Regions from separate parts of the Ovis aries genome. Here region 1 is linked to region 2. Evidence: chromatin contacts called from public Hi-C data. All regions are on one chromosome and are shown on one strand. The core of a region is the stretch at or near the end of the contact, and the rest is flanking DNA. Distances in the headings are between cores, read along the strand shown. Region 1 holds the start of NCOA7 (nuclear receptor coactivator 7). Region 2 overlaps NCOA7 (nuclear receptor coactivator 7).

Region 1 (4,005 bases), core at 160-2,659, 61 kb after region 2:
GAAATTATATTAGCATTTGGGGAGAATTACCTTATTTAACAACACATTAAAGAAGGAAAACATATGGTCTTAAAAATGTCAAAATTCAACTTAAATGTTGACATAACTGATTTTGACTATTTATGCCAAGAAGTAATTTTAAAAATACAGTTAAGCTTCAAGCACCATAGAGTAAACAATATGTTTTAAACCTAAACTGTCTTTCGATGAAGCCTGAAACACAGCTCATTCAACAAATAACCCACGAGAACCTATTATGTATCAGACCAGGGGATTAGGAGACTGAACAAGAGGAAGTCTCTATCCTCCTGTAGCTCTCAACCTTAATACGTTAATAAAATCGGAGCGTACAATGATCCAGTTTCCCTCTCTTAACTTTACTGCTTAATACGAAATTTAAACATGATAGCCTGTGAAGAGAGAATCTTGCCAAAAGGTTATCGTTCGTTCTGATGTACGAACTTTACATCGTACATGGGAGAGAAGAAACAATTTATAGCCAGTTTCTCAAAAGTACAAACCTTATTAACATCTAGCTGGAAGCTAGGCTGCGCCCAAGGCTGCCTCTGCTGGCCGACTCCGAGCATCTTTCCAGCAGATTCTAAACTCCCTACACCTGTATCAAACTTGCCATGCTTCCAAACACATCTCTTCAGGAAAGCTGAAGGCTCGCTCCCAGGTAAGCAGCACGAGAATTCCCCAGCCTCATCTAGCTCCTGAATATCTGATTTCTAAAGGGGCCTTCTCCAACTGGCCCTAAATGACTGAGTACAAGAATCTGAGACGTCACTTTCACGTTATCAATCAGCTAGCTCCGAAATACATCAAAATCCTGAGTGACTTCTACCTGCCGCTAGAATAACTCTTTGCGTGGCTGCACATTGGGAGAATACAGAAAGAAGGCATCTGTTCATCAGGCCGAAAAAATACGGTGACATTTATCCACCTGAGTTCCTGAAAATTCGGCCGTGCTCCCTCTCTCCATCCCCCAATAATCCTCACACCAATCCATCCTCCCCGCCCCTGCAAGCAGCGCGGGCCCCTCCGGGCCCAGGGGCTGGACGGGGAAGGGTCACGCTCTCCTTCGCCACCGCTCGGCCTGCCGAGCTCAAGAGGAGGCTGTCAGGTTAACAGGGGGGGTGCTGCGCCCAGCGCCATTAGAACACCTCCGGGCGCCGCACCGAGCTCCGGCGCGAGGCAAGTTTCGCGGGTCCCGGCCCCGGCCCCCCGCCCCTCCGCAGCGGCAGCATCAGCCGCGGGTGGCGGCCAGGGCCGGCGCCCGCCTCGCCACCTACCTACTGCAGGGCGGGGGCGCCGGCTCCTCGGGTCCCGGAGAAGGGCGTCGGGAGCTCGCATTTCTGGGAGCGGTGGCCTCTGCCGCTGGGCGCGGGGGAGCGCATCCTCCGGGGTGGGTGGGAGGAGGGGCCGGGGGAGGACCGCGCGGTGACGCGGAGCTGGGCGGGAGGGAGGAGCGCCCCGGCGCGCGCCCCGCGGGACCGGCGTCCCGCGCTAGTGGACTGCTCGGGCCTCTCCACGCCGCGCGGCGCCTAGCCAACCCTGCGGGTGCGCCCGCGAGTCAGGACCTCGGCCGCGACAGGCTGCCGGGCCCGGCCGGAGGCGGGGAGCTGCGGGTGGGACGACGCGGTGCAGACGCCCGCCTCTAGCTCCGCCCGGGCCGCACCACGCTCGGCGCCCCTGCGCCGCGGCGGGGGCCGGGGAGCTCGGAGGTTTGGCTCGGCCGCTCGGGCTGCAGCTGCTGCATCCTCCCCGCCCCGGCGATCTCCGGGCTGGGAGGCTGGGGGCACCCGCGACGGCTGGCAGCCTCGGCGGCCCGGGCGCAGCCCCAGCCCCGGCCCGGCGGCTCCGCCCCAAGAGAGCTGCGCGCGCGGCCTCTGCAGGCCGCGGCCCTTTGTGACGCCTCCCGGGAGTGAGCTCGTGGCGCTTCCCGCGGCCGGCCTGCCGGCGGCGGAGCCTAAGGTCTTCTTACCTCGCCCCGGGCGGGTAATCCCCTACTGCTGGCCACCACTCTCAGTGTGAATACGGCTTTGAGAGCAGAGCTCGAGTTCGTGTCTCCCCGAGCATGAAAGCCCTGAGGTTCCTTGTAGCTCGGGGACCGCTGGTCACAATAAACTCATCCTTCTGTCCTTTCTGGCGTTGTGTTTCGCAGAGGGGCCCCCATGTCCTCACCCCGCTCCCGCTCCCATCCTCCGCACAGCATCCGGGGTGCTGACAAGTTGCTGTCATTGCAGCAGTGGGGACCGAGCAATTGAGCCCTCCAGGCAGACTCTTGGCAAAGACCGGAGGGAGCCTGGGTTGGGAAGCTTGGCATCAGCTGCGGGCCAGTGCCTGTGAGCTTCCCATCCCCATTGGGGAGCTGTTCCTTCTAAGGTCCCATGACCAGCACTGCAAGATGACTAGGTGGATTTGGCCGTGAAATTGACCCTTACGTAAGGAAAAGACTTAATGGTGGAGCCTGCAGCTGGTGCGATAACACTGGTGTGTCAGAGGCCAGACACACAGGCCCAAGAGATAGCAGCCTCTTCTGGCTTGTTGTTGCTTATGCTGTAACAGCCTCTCGTGAAAGACAAGCGAAGCATTTCACAGAGATGGCTTTGGAATTTCAGTTGCAACTGGTTGCGTCTTGCAAAATATGGAATAATTACCCAATTCTGTACTGAGCATGTATAAAACTGGACCTCGGGTTTATATCTTTTTGCTTTGACTGTGAGGAATTGGAAATTTTCCTTTTTTTTTTTTTTTTTCTTTAGGCATTATGTTATTTGTAAATGATTTCCAAGGGAAAATAAGCCTCCTGCAATTTAAAGAGCTGATTTCATTGAATCAGAAGAACTTGGTTTGGGACCTCCAGAGAAACTGAGAGGCTCTCACACTTCTTTGATGTTTTTGAAATCTAAGATTAATGTAAAAACTGGCAAAGACACGTTCCACAGCAGTACAAGCTGTGGTAAAATCGTGATAAAATTTTCGAGATGAATTCTTCTAAATAGACATCCAGCAGGGTAGGACCTGCGTTGTGTATGGGTCAGGAAACACAAGCCCCAAGCCTCGGTCACATCCAGAGACTCTGATTTGATTGAGAGCCCCATTTTGTTTTCAAAAGTACCTATTTTGCCCCATATTCAGAACGACTTGACCAACATATGTATATATGTGATGAATAAGTGAAAGAATGAAGTCTCCCAGTGAGATTTGGCAGTTGCTTACTCTTAACATTTGTAAAGAGGTCTGCTTTAGATAGTAGTTTGTGCAGGAAATATCCTTTGAGTTGCAATTCTGGACTGCTTCCATCCTTCCACCAAGAGTCCCCTTTTGTTTTTCTCTCTATGGACCCCAGATTTTGTCAAGAAAAAAAATAGTGATCTTTTTTTATTAGACAAACATATTTTAAAAGTACTAACCATCAATCATAAAATGTTTCTCCACCTTTCAAAAACATTGCTTCTAATTTAAGGATCCTCTTTACTATCTTCATGAACTGCTCTAGAACTACAGGCTATATCACATGCTTATTATAACATTTTATTACAGTGAAAGTTTCGGTAGAATAAAGACTTCTGCCCTTCAGTTTAAAGAGGGAGAAAATTCCCCCTTTACTATTGGTTTTTCATTTACTCAACGTTTACTGATTTGCCTAAGCCTTGTCTTTACAGAGAAGTCCAAAGAAATAAACCATCTCCTTCTGCTCTAGATCTGTGCTGTCTCATACAGTGCCCACTAACCACATGTGCCCATTTAAATTTAAACTAAATTTAAAATGTAGTTTTCCATTCCACTAGCCACATTTCAAGTGCTAAAGAGCTACCCGTGGCTAGAGACGACTCATTGGAGAGCAGAGAATAGAAATTTCCGTTATTTCAAGAAATCCTTTTAGACAGCACTGCTCTAAGTAGAAAGTGAAATTTTAATTGAGATAAAAGATATAGTATGTAAACTTATTTGGGAAATCCTATTTGGGAAATCCTATTTGGGAGCAGTGTACAGTAC
Region 2 (4,476 bases), core at 459-2,958:
AACTCTGACAAAATTTCACTACATCTTATTCAGAGGTTCATTCCTTCCCCTGAGTCCAGCTGTCACAGTGAACTGCTGCACTGCAGTCCCAATCCCCTTCTTTACCCGGGCAGAGCTGCTCTGTGGCCCTCAGGGAACCTTCTCTTAGTTCTTGTTCTTGGCTGTTCCACTGAATCTTTGTTCTTGTACTGTTCTGACCTGCAGAGTCTTGGCTGATTTTCCCTGGCTGCCTAAACGTGACTCTTGCCATCTCCAGACTCAAGGAATGGGCTGTTGCCATGGAATAAGCTCTGTCTGTGGGTTAGAAACATCTGCGTTTGAATACGCATTATCCTTTATTAGGATAATGACAACAACACCCTCAGCTGTGATTGTTGTTTAGCCCCTCAGTCATGTCCAACTCTTTGCAACCTGTGAACTGCAGTCTGCCAGGCTCCTCTGTCCATGGGATTTTTAGGCAAGATACTACAACTCAACCTCAGGTTCCTTGTTCGTGCAAAGGAAATAATGGCCTCAGATAGGGGTTTTTTTTTGATGGTTAAACTAAGTAGTTCAAGGAAAGCTTACTTGTATTATTAAATACAACCTGTGTCTGGTTCCCAGTAAGAGCTCAATAACCAGATGTTACTATTCGATTGGCCAAAAAGTTCATCTGGGTTTTTCCCAGATGCAAAACCCAAATTGACCAAATTTGGAAAAACCTGAATTAACTTTTTTGGCCAACCCTGTACTTGGTTATGCCACTGCTGTTGTCTCTACTTGGGTATTTCTAAGAATCCCAGAAAATGAGGTGACATACAAAGTAATATAATACAACCAAGAAGGTACCTAAGTCGAGACATTATTCTTCTCACTATACATAAATATTAATTTTAGTTAATACTGTGCTATGAATTTAGACAACAGCACAAAGCTAGAAAACTATTTATTATTTCTAGGAGAACATCATTTCTGGTATTCCATTTCACTTTGTGATTTCACAAATGGAAGGTCAGCTTCCTGTTTCCACTGCAAATTGCCAACTGGGATAAATGCCAAATAAAATCAAACTTAAAGTGTGTGTGTAGGGGGAGGGGGGTGTGTGGGAATCACTGAAAAACAAAACAAATACCTAATGAAAATCCTGTCTTTAAATTATGATCAAATAAAACCAAAAAGTTCCAGTAATCCCTGGGGGGGGGGGGGTGCGGGGGGGGGGCGGGAATCTACAGCTGTACCTGATTGAAGTGCCACCTTTGAAATGTGCATTCATTTATCCATTTAGTTTAATTTTGATCTTGAAATCTCCCTCTCCCCCAAGAGAATTCATCAAGCTCAAATGGAAATACTCTAGCTCCAAAGAACCTACAGTTAGAAAAAGAAATCCTTTGGCTTTGGGTTTAATAACCAGCAATATGCCCACACAGGTGAACACCACAACAGAATTTCCCTTGGCCTCAGGAAACCAGTGCATTCCAATAAAAACTGCTAAACAGAATGCCTGTAAGGGTCACATCACAAAATTTTCCCTTTTCTAGGATCTCCTTGTTCTATAACAGCGTGGAATCAGCAGATCTGAGGGGACTCTGGTGATCAAAGTGCAGGTGCCAGAAGTGGATGTAAAAAAACTGCCACACTTTCCGAGGAGCCTTGGGGTGGGTTCACACTGGATGTTTCAGAGAACCTCCCATGCTTCCCCCCAGTGCCAGGAAGACAATGGTACTGCCACAAAATGGATGCCTACTGTGTAGAATGTGTGCCTTGTATTTATAAAACAAGACAGGCTTTTGTTGCATCTATAGATTGCCCATGTGGGAGTCTGGTTCCCTCTTCGACAAATCAGGATGCTGAGTCACAGCCTGAGAAAGTTCCATGGGAATCAACAGCACTGACAATAGTAATATACACCTCAGCTATAAACTGAAAAGAAGCAGAAACGGGAACTTGCTTTGGGAGATAAGTGAACTGCATTCTGCTAAGAGTGATCAGCCAAATCCTATAAATATAACATTTAAATATTAGGAAGTTTTACTGCTTGTCAATTAAGAATAAGCTGATAAATATAGCAATGCAGAAGTTAACCAAAATCTGCAAATACAAATGCTAAGAAATGACTAAGTGCTTAGTAGCTTGCAGACTCCCTTTTGGTATGTATTGATAGTTTAACTTAATACTATCAACTAATTAGCTGTCTATGGCTGCTGTCACAAATGACTACAAACTTGGTAGCTTAGAACAACACAAACATATTCTCTTAGAGTTCCAGAGGTCAGAAGTCCACAATCAGTCACACACTCCCTGCAGACTCTCTTCCCTTGCCTTTTCCAGCAGCAAGAGCTGCTTTCTTCCATCTTCAAAGCCAACAGAGCAGTATATGGTTTCACCGTCACACCACATTCTTCTCTGCAGTCAAATATCCCTCTGCAGTCAACTCTCCTCCTCCTCATGGGAACACTGAGACTGCATTCAGAAGCCCACCCAGATTATCCAGGATAATCTTCCCATCTCCAGAGTCTTAATCTTATCTTCGAGGTCTTTAAGCCTGAGAAGGTTAACATTCCCAGGTCCATGGATTAGAACCTGGGTATCTATGAACAGGCTTCCCCAGTGGCTCAGTGGTAAAGAATCTGCCTGCAATGCAGGAAACACAGGAGACACGGGTTTGATCCCTGGGTTGGGAAGATCCCCTGGAGAAGGAAACCCACTCTGGTATTAAGGCCTGGAAAATCCTATGGACAAAGGAGCCTGAAAGGCTACAGTCAATAGAATTGCAAAGAACTGGACATGACTGAGCAACTAACACACATCTTTGAACAGCAAGAAGGTCAAACCAGTCTGAGCACCAGGGAAGCCCCAAAGGAAATCAACCCTGAATATTAATTGGAAGGACTGATGCTGAAGCGCCAATACTTTGGCCACCTGACTCAAAGAGCCGACTCATTGGAAAATACCCTGATGCTGGGAAAGACTGAAGGCAGGAGGAGAAGAGGGTTACAGAGGAAGCCATGGGAGGATGGCATCACTGACTTGATGGATATGAGTGTAAGCAAATTCCAGGAGATAGTGAAGGACATGGAGGCCTGGTGTGCTGCAGTCCATGGGGTTGCAAAGAGTTGGACATGACCCAGCAACTGAACAACAATAGTCTTTGGGGGGTCATTATTTAGTCTGCCACACTGGATAAATTTGCTTTTGTGTCATAAATAATTGTAAAATGAGCAGCATATCGCAGTGTCTTAGTTTCCCATATCTAAATCATTGCTGCGTCCACGCACTGCATTGTCTGTGTTAAAGTTCACTCCTGGCAGTGACTGACAGCATGTATTTCTCAAGAAAACACCTCAAAATTTTACTCAGAACTATCCTGAAATCTACAGGAGCAATGAAAATACTACAGACATAAGCTCTCATTTTATGTTCAATGACTCCAAAATAGCTTCTTGGAGGTGTAGGTATTGTAAGGAAAAATTTTAACAGGAGGGATTTCTAAAGAGTTCATCTCATTTTCATATCTGATTTCTTTAATTGTCATGGAAATCAGTCACTGTTTATGACCAAAGCCACATAATCCTCCAAATATTTTTTTCTTTTATGAGAGCCCTGTAGCATACCCAGAAATCTTTTATTTTTAAGTCGGTTAATTTTTTTTTAATATATTTCAGTCAAAATGAATCATATGCTCAGACTTTCCAGTGACATTTGCAGAAAAAAGCACTGGGATAATATATTTCAAAGATGTACATATTTCAGCATAACAACAAAATATTTCAGAGATACAGGTCTTCTGAAGAAATAGAAAATTTTGATTTATTAAAGCCATTTAAGCAAAACAAGAAACTAAAGCATAGCTACTTTGAACATTTTCAAGCAGAAATATAAAGATGCCAGGAATCTTATTCTCAGATCTAAGTCTCTAGAGAAAAATGGAGGAAAAATAAGGCTGAAAAACTACAATCCTGAAAAAAGTCAAGTTCAGTATAGACAGTTTTGTTCTCCTAAAGGCCTAGTGAGTGAAACACAACATTTATGATCAGCAGAAATGGTCTGCTGACAAAAAACAATTATGAGTGGCATGAAATTATAATATGCTCTAACTCAACTTCTCTCTTCCTTCCAACTTTGAAAATATATTCTAATAACCTTTAACTGCTTTTAAACAACTTTAGACACACACATATCCTTTTCTGATAGTCTTATTTCAATGTCGTAAATTAGACATGGCATCACAACTCCTCCTACCATTATGGATTTGGATTCTCTCAGAAAGAATAACCTTATATCAGGCATACATTAAAAAAAATCAGTTTCACAGATACCCACAATTTAGTTGTCTTACCGTCCAGTATGTAGGTGTATTTTTTCCAATGAATATATGCTGTCTGTGTCCTTGGGAAGTGACATTGCTCAAAACTAGGATTTCGGGAGTAGGAGACTAGTACTATCTACTTTGAAATATTTCCTTTTTAAAATTAGTGTAGAACTCTGGGGTAATTCGTT

What was found. A called contact is a pair of places that touch in the nucleus more often than the background predicts.
Region 1: a Hi-C map of hypothalamus shows a contact between it and region 2, with 2.6 times the contacts expected there. The contact joins the promoter of NCOA7 here to the enhancer-like site in region 2. A contact is called at or near these places in 2 of 16 Hi-C or Micro-C datasets (hypothalamus and liver).

The regions. Positions count from the first base shown.
Region 1 is chr8:12,746,279-12,750,283 of ARS-UI_Ramb_v3.0, forward strand. NCOA7 (nuclear receptor coactivator 7) reads right to left here and starts at 1,410. Exons shown (of 15, transcript XM_060419203.1): 1 at 1,296-1,410.
Region 2 is chr8:12,684,578-12,689,053 of ARS-UI_Ramb_v3.0, forward strand. All of the region lies in intron 1 of NCOA7 (nuclear receptor coactivator 7), which reads right to left. Among named protein-coding and RNA genes, the nearest start is that of NCOA7, 61 kb to the right of the region's middle. Within about 2 kb of position 1,709, at least 11 of the 54 cell types and tissues checked have an H3K27ac peak or open chromatin away from gene starts, as enhancers often do. A contact at or near this core is called in hypothalamus, where this site is marked.